Linked DNA regions of Mus musculus: region 1 is linked to region 2. A link is a contact called in public Hi-C data. All regions are on one chromosome and are shown on one strand. Each heading gives the region's core, a stretch centred on a gene start, on an enhancer-like site or on the middle of the called end of the contact. The rest is flanking DNA. Distances are from core to core; before and after follow the strand shown.

Evidence for each region. Hi-C and Micro-C count contacts between places; a contact is called where the count stands out from the background.
Region 1: a Hi-C map of regulatory T cells shows a contact between it and region 2, with 12 times the contacts expected there. The contact joins the promoter of Hif1an here to the promoter of Tbc1d12 in region 2. A contact is called at or near these places in 6 of 484 Hi-C or Micro-C datasets (CD4 T cells, CD8 T cells, regulatory T cells and 2 more) and 1 of 9 other capture datasets (liver).

The regions. Positions count from the first base shown.
Region 1 is chr19:44,561,564-44,564,263 of GRCm38.p6, forward strand. Hif1an (hypoxia-inducible factor 1, alpha subunit inhibitor) reads left to right here and starts at 1,291. Exons shown (of 8, transcript NM_176958.3): 1 at 1,291-1,491; 2 at 1,727-1,977. The coding sequence starts at 1,315.
Region 2 is chr19:38,835,151-38,837,850 of GRCm38.p6, forward strand. Tbc1d12 (TBC1D12: TBC1 domain family, member 12) reads left to right here and starts at 1,429. Exons shown (of 13, transcript NM_145952.4): 1 at 1,429-2,296. The coding sequence starts at 1,557.

The DNA of each region.
Region 1 (2,700 bases), core at 41-2,540, 5.7 Mb after region 2:
AGAATTCACTTGTCATTTTCTGAAATATATGCATATATATGTGTGTGTGTATATGAATATACATATATATTCAAGGCAAACCAGAGAGCATGTATTATGGATTCAAATCCCCAAGCCTTTTGTCTCTAACTAATGTTTCCAGATTTAAAGGGCTAGAGAGATAATGTCTGCCCTACTCAAGATAAGTCTCCATTTTGATGACCTCAAATTTGACTGGTTAGGGACTTTGACTACATATTTGCCATATAATGTTACCTAACTACAGGGACACCACCCTGTCATAGATGCAGTTCCTACTGTCATTTTAAGGGGAGAGACTTAAATAGGATATGTACACCATGGGATGACAATCTTGGCCTCCTGTAGGTATTCATTAGAATGGTCCAGTAAGGGCTGGCGAGACTGCTCAGCGGGTAAGAGCACTGACTGCTCTTCCAAAGTTCCTGAGTTCAAATCCCAGCAACCACCCATAGTGAGATCTGACGCTGTCTTCTGGTGCATCTGAAGTCAGCTACAGTGTACTTATGTATAATATTAAATAAATCTTTTAAAAAAAAAGAATAGTCTAGTAAGCAAACAAAACAATTAATACCTTCTCTTATAACCAGTATGTATTGTTGGAAAATGTGAATATCTGTGGTTGCATAACATTGGTCTCATTGCAAGATTAGATTTAAGTAGGTGAGATAGTGCTATATGCAGAAAAATCAAATAATACTGAACAAAAATGGATTTTATATTACTTTTTTTTTTTTTTAAAGGGATGGTGGTTTGCTGTGTTATTCAGACTGGCTCTGAACTCTTGGATTCAAGTGGTCTTCCTGCTTCAGCGTCTGGAGTAATTGGAACTATAAGCCCTTGATCTTCTCTAGATTCTGAATGAATTCAGTTTGTCCTTAATCATCTGTCTAAGCCTTCAGGACAGCTTTACCCAAGGTCTATGTGCTAACTGATTTTTCTAGTGATTTCTTAAGTGGATCTAAGCGTTGGCTTCTCTCCCCACCCGAGAGAGTAAAGCTTAAAGCTTAATTACACTTGCCTCCGTCTTTGCCTCTGTAGGCTTGAACATAGGGAGGCAGCAATATTTCGTGGGCTTGTTTGTCCCTTTTCTAAGGAACTAAGCGAGTCGGCCTTATGGAGCCTAGACTGTAGTCCTGCAGGTCACCGCTAGGGAGCGCTCCTTCAACCTAGGCGCCCACCTACTTAAAAGGTCTCGATCGGTTTCTCTTGCAGTCCATCTCTATGGTGTTCGTTGTTGTTGCTTCCGGAAAGGGCGGAGCTTTCACTTCCGGCGGGGCCGTCCCTAGAGTAGAGATGGCGGCGACGGCAGCCGAGGTTGCGGCCTCTGGCTCTGGAGAGGCCCGGGAAGAAGCCGAAGCTCCGGGTCCCGCCTGGGATGAGTCCCAGCTACGAAGTTACAGCTTTCCGACCAGGCCCATCCCACGTCTGAGCCAGAGTGACCCTCGGGCGGAAGAGCTCATCGAAAATGAGGTGGGGGGCGGGGCTGCTGCTGAAGGGGGTGGAGGAAGGGACCCGGTTAGCGGAGAGGTGGCACACTGATCAGATTGTGGACAGAGGCTTGAGAGGCGGGAAAGGGAGATGCTACGTCAGGAGAGAGTGACAGGAGACACTGTTGTGAATTTGACAAGTACAGATATCGTCGAGAAGAACATATTAGCGCCTTGGAATTACTTCATTGATTTTTTTTTTTGATGTTTTTGCTTAGGAGCCAGTGGTGCTGACCGACACAAACCTTGTGTATCCTGCACTGAAGTGGGACCTCGAATACCTGCAAGAGAATATTGGCAACGGAGATTTCTCTGTGTACAGTGCCAGCACCCATAAGTTCTTATACTATGATGAGAAGAAGATGGGCAATTTCCAGAACTTTAAGCCAAGGTCCAACAGGGAGGAAATTAAATTTCATGAGTTCGTTGAGAAACTACAAGCTATACAGCAGCGCGGGGGAGAAGAGCGGTAAGTTGCCCCGTCAGTAGAACCAGGGCATCCGCTTTCCTGTACTTGTTTGAAGGTGTGGTGGAGTTGGGTAAGAAGAGATTGGCACCTCCAAGCCTCTGGGTTCCACGAGTGAATATTCTGCTCTGCGCTTTGAGTTCTTGATGGTTCTTTTTAGCTTAGTGGATGAGGGCAGCATTAGCCTTGAACTGTGAGTCCAATTTCCTGTCTTTGGTAGTTAGAGTGACAGTTGTTTTGCAGGGTCAGTCAGACGAAAGAAAGGCTTTGACCGTGCCTATGTGGAACTTATACTAGCCTGATAGCATATGTCCAGTTAAATCATTGTGCGGTTCTGTTTGGGAGGGCTGTCCCAGGGTTCGAAAATTTCAAGCTCAAAATGGAAGATTTTTACTTAAGATCTTTTGATTTCTTGAAAAAAAAAAAAAGATTGTGTTTTATGTGTGCAGGTGTTTGTATTTAGTTGCTATTGTTTTGGGGGGGGCGGGGCAGGGACTCACTCTGGAGCTCTTAACTGGACTGGCTGGAACTTGCCATATAGACTAGGCTTGCCTCAAACTCGATAAGATCCTCTTGCCTCTGCCTTGAGTGCTGAGATTAAAGTGTTTACCTGTTTGCCTTGCACACCATGTGTATTTAATGCCTGTAGAGGGCAGAAGGCATTCCATTCTCTGCAAAGGAGTTACAAATAGTTGTTAACTGCCAAGTGGGTCCTGGGAACCGAGC
Region 2 (2,700 bases), core at 179-2,678:
GTATGTATGTTCAGGTGTGTGTGTTCCTATGTATGAGGTAAGTATACACTCATATTTAGGGAGGAGAGAGTTCAACTCAGCTGTTACTCCTTTGGGACTGCCCATCTTATTGTCTGAGACATGACCTCTTAATAAGATCTAAGGCCAGCTGCCTTAGCCAGGCCGGTTACCAGAGCATCCCAGGGACTGCCTCTCCAATGTTAGCTGTACAAGGGCATTCTACAAAGTGGCTTTTTATGTGAGTGCTGCGATACAGGAAAGGTCCTCATGCTTGCATGACAACGTGACCAACTGAGCTATCTTCCACCTTTCAAAAGATCTTGATAATAAACGCTTTTACTGCTTTGTTTTGCTAAGTATTCCATTCTATTTCTATACTTGCTTTCAGAGGCATTTGTAGAATGAATGGTCTCTAGTTACTGCATTATCCTACTACAACAATGTCTATTTGGGCCTTTTACAACAACTTCATCTCTTCTGAAATACCAACACTATTGGGTCTCTGCCCTATGCTCATTCTTCTATGGAGGTAGAGTCACTTGATATCCCCCGACCCCCTTTGTGGCTTACATAAATGGCCCCTTCGACCAAACCAGAACTTTAACCCAAGTTTATAACTCTCACTATGTTAGTTAATTCCAATGTCTTTCCCCAATCCAGTTTCCTGTTTCTTCACACCACAGCAATCTCATAGCCTTGTTATTCCTGGCTGCTCTCCTATCACTCCTGTGGCTAGTTATTATGTCTTGCGATTCACACATTAAATACATTTTATTTCCACTAAACGGTCATTATATCTTAATCCATTACCACAGGTTGCTGCAGTTATTTTTTTTAATATTTATTTATTATATGTAAGTACACTGTAGCTGTCTTCAGACACTCTAGAAGAGAGCATCAGATTTCGTTACAGATGGTTGTGAGCCAGCATGTGGTTGCTGGGATTTGAACTCAGGACCTTTGAAAGAGCAGTCGGCAATCTTAACCACTGAGCCAAACAGTCCTTCTCGCCCTGGCTCCATTTCATTTCCGTACCCAGGTGACACGACAACCAACAACCAACGTGTTAAAAAGTGTTAGGAGATCAGACTTTGGTAAACATGGAAGACTAAGTGGAAAAGATAGGTAAGGGGCTGTCATGTGGACAACGAAGCCCTGAACGGTTCCAGGAGTTCTTCACTGCTGTTAGAGAAGGTAAAAACTGTCAAGACAGGAGCACTTAAACTAACTTCCTTAGTTTCCTCTCACAAACAAATCGCCGTCAAGTGATATGGTTTATGCGAAGTGAGCCTTGCCCTCCCTTAGGCTAAGCACTGTCACCCGGGTGGAGGATCTCAGATTGTCCTCCCGGGTCGCTCTAGCTGCCGTCTCTATGGTTCGGGGACGCGCCGGGTCGCGGGCAGGCCCGGCCCCGCTGGTGCGCGTGCGCGATCCCAGCGCGTGCCCGGCCTCCGGCAACTGCCCCGGCCGCCGGGTGGGAGGGGTGGGTCCGGGGACGTCGCGGCGGCCGTGGCCGCGAACCCTGCACGCAGGGCAGTCCTCCTCCGCCGCCTCAGATGATGGGTCCCGAGGATGCCGGAGCCTGCTCGGGAAGGAACGCCGAGCTGCTCCCAGTCCCGGGGCCCATGGGTCAGGACGGGAAGACCGTCCCGGCCACCAGCGGCTTTAGCGGAGGCGCTGTCGCCGCGGAGCCGCCGGAGGAGGCTGGAGAGGAGGAGGCGCCGCCGCCGCGGCAGCTCCTGCAGCGGTACCTCGCGGCGGCCGCGGGCCCGCTGAAGCCCGGGCTCGGCGGGGCGGAGGCGGAGGCGGAGGAGGCGGCGGCGGCAGCAGTCCCCGCGGCGCGCGGCTCAGGCATGACCAACGGAGACTCGGGCTTTTTGCTGCGCCAGGACCGTCGCGGCCCAGAGGAGGCACGTCGCCGCCGAACCTGCGGCCGTCCCTGCCTGCTGGAGCCCGCGGACGAGGGCGTGGACGGTGCGGGTGGCCTGGACGACTGGGCCGCGCCGCTCGAGGACCCGCTGCGGAGCTGCTGCCTGGCGGCCGGGGACACGGACGACCCGGACCCCGCAGCCGCCACCCCTGCCGGGAGGGCCGTCGAGAGCGCGGAGCCCAGCCTCGGCCTCCCCGACGCCCGCTTCGGCTCTCGGAACACGTTCGAGGTGAGCCGCCGTCAGAGCGCCGGCGACCTCCTGCCCTCAGCGGGGCCGTCCGCACCCTTGCCAGCGGCAGAGCAGGGTCCCGGGGGCACCACGGCTCGGGCTCGACGGAGCGGTGGCTTCGCGGATTTCTTCGCCAGGTATCACACTGGCCGCGCGAGGGGCTTGGGCGGGGCCGGGAACGGGCTGCCTTCCAGCGTACGGAACAGGAACGTCGGGACTCAGCTTTGATCTGTCGCTAGGGTAGGGGGACCGGATGGCTTTGTGAGCTCCGGGCCTGGAGCCAGGATTGGTGTTACTCCGTCCCCAGGAAGCGTTGTGCTTCCAGGTCTGACCAGCCTCCCAATACTACACATTCAGTTTCTTCATCTGGAACATCAGATAACCACTGCCCTATTATTTTTTTGTAATTGTATTACTAGGATTTGGACTGGGCGGGCGGCAGTGTGTGGTGTAGAAGTCTGTGAAGTTTATTTGCTTGGAGTCTAAGCCCGTTCCATTAGTTTGGGGATTCGAGGTTTTTTTTTAAAAAAAAAAATAATTT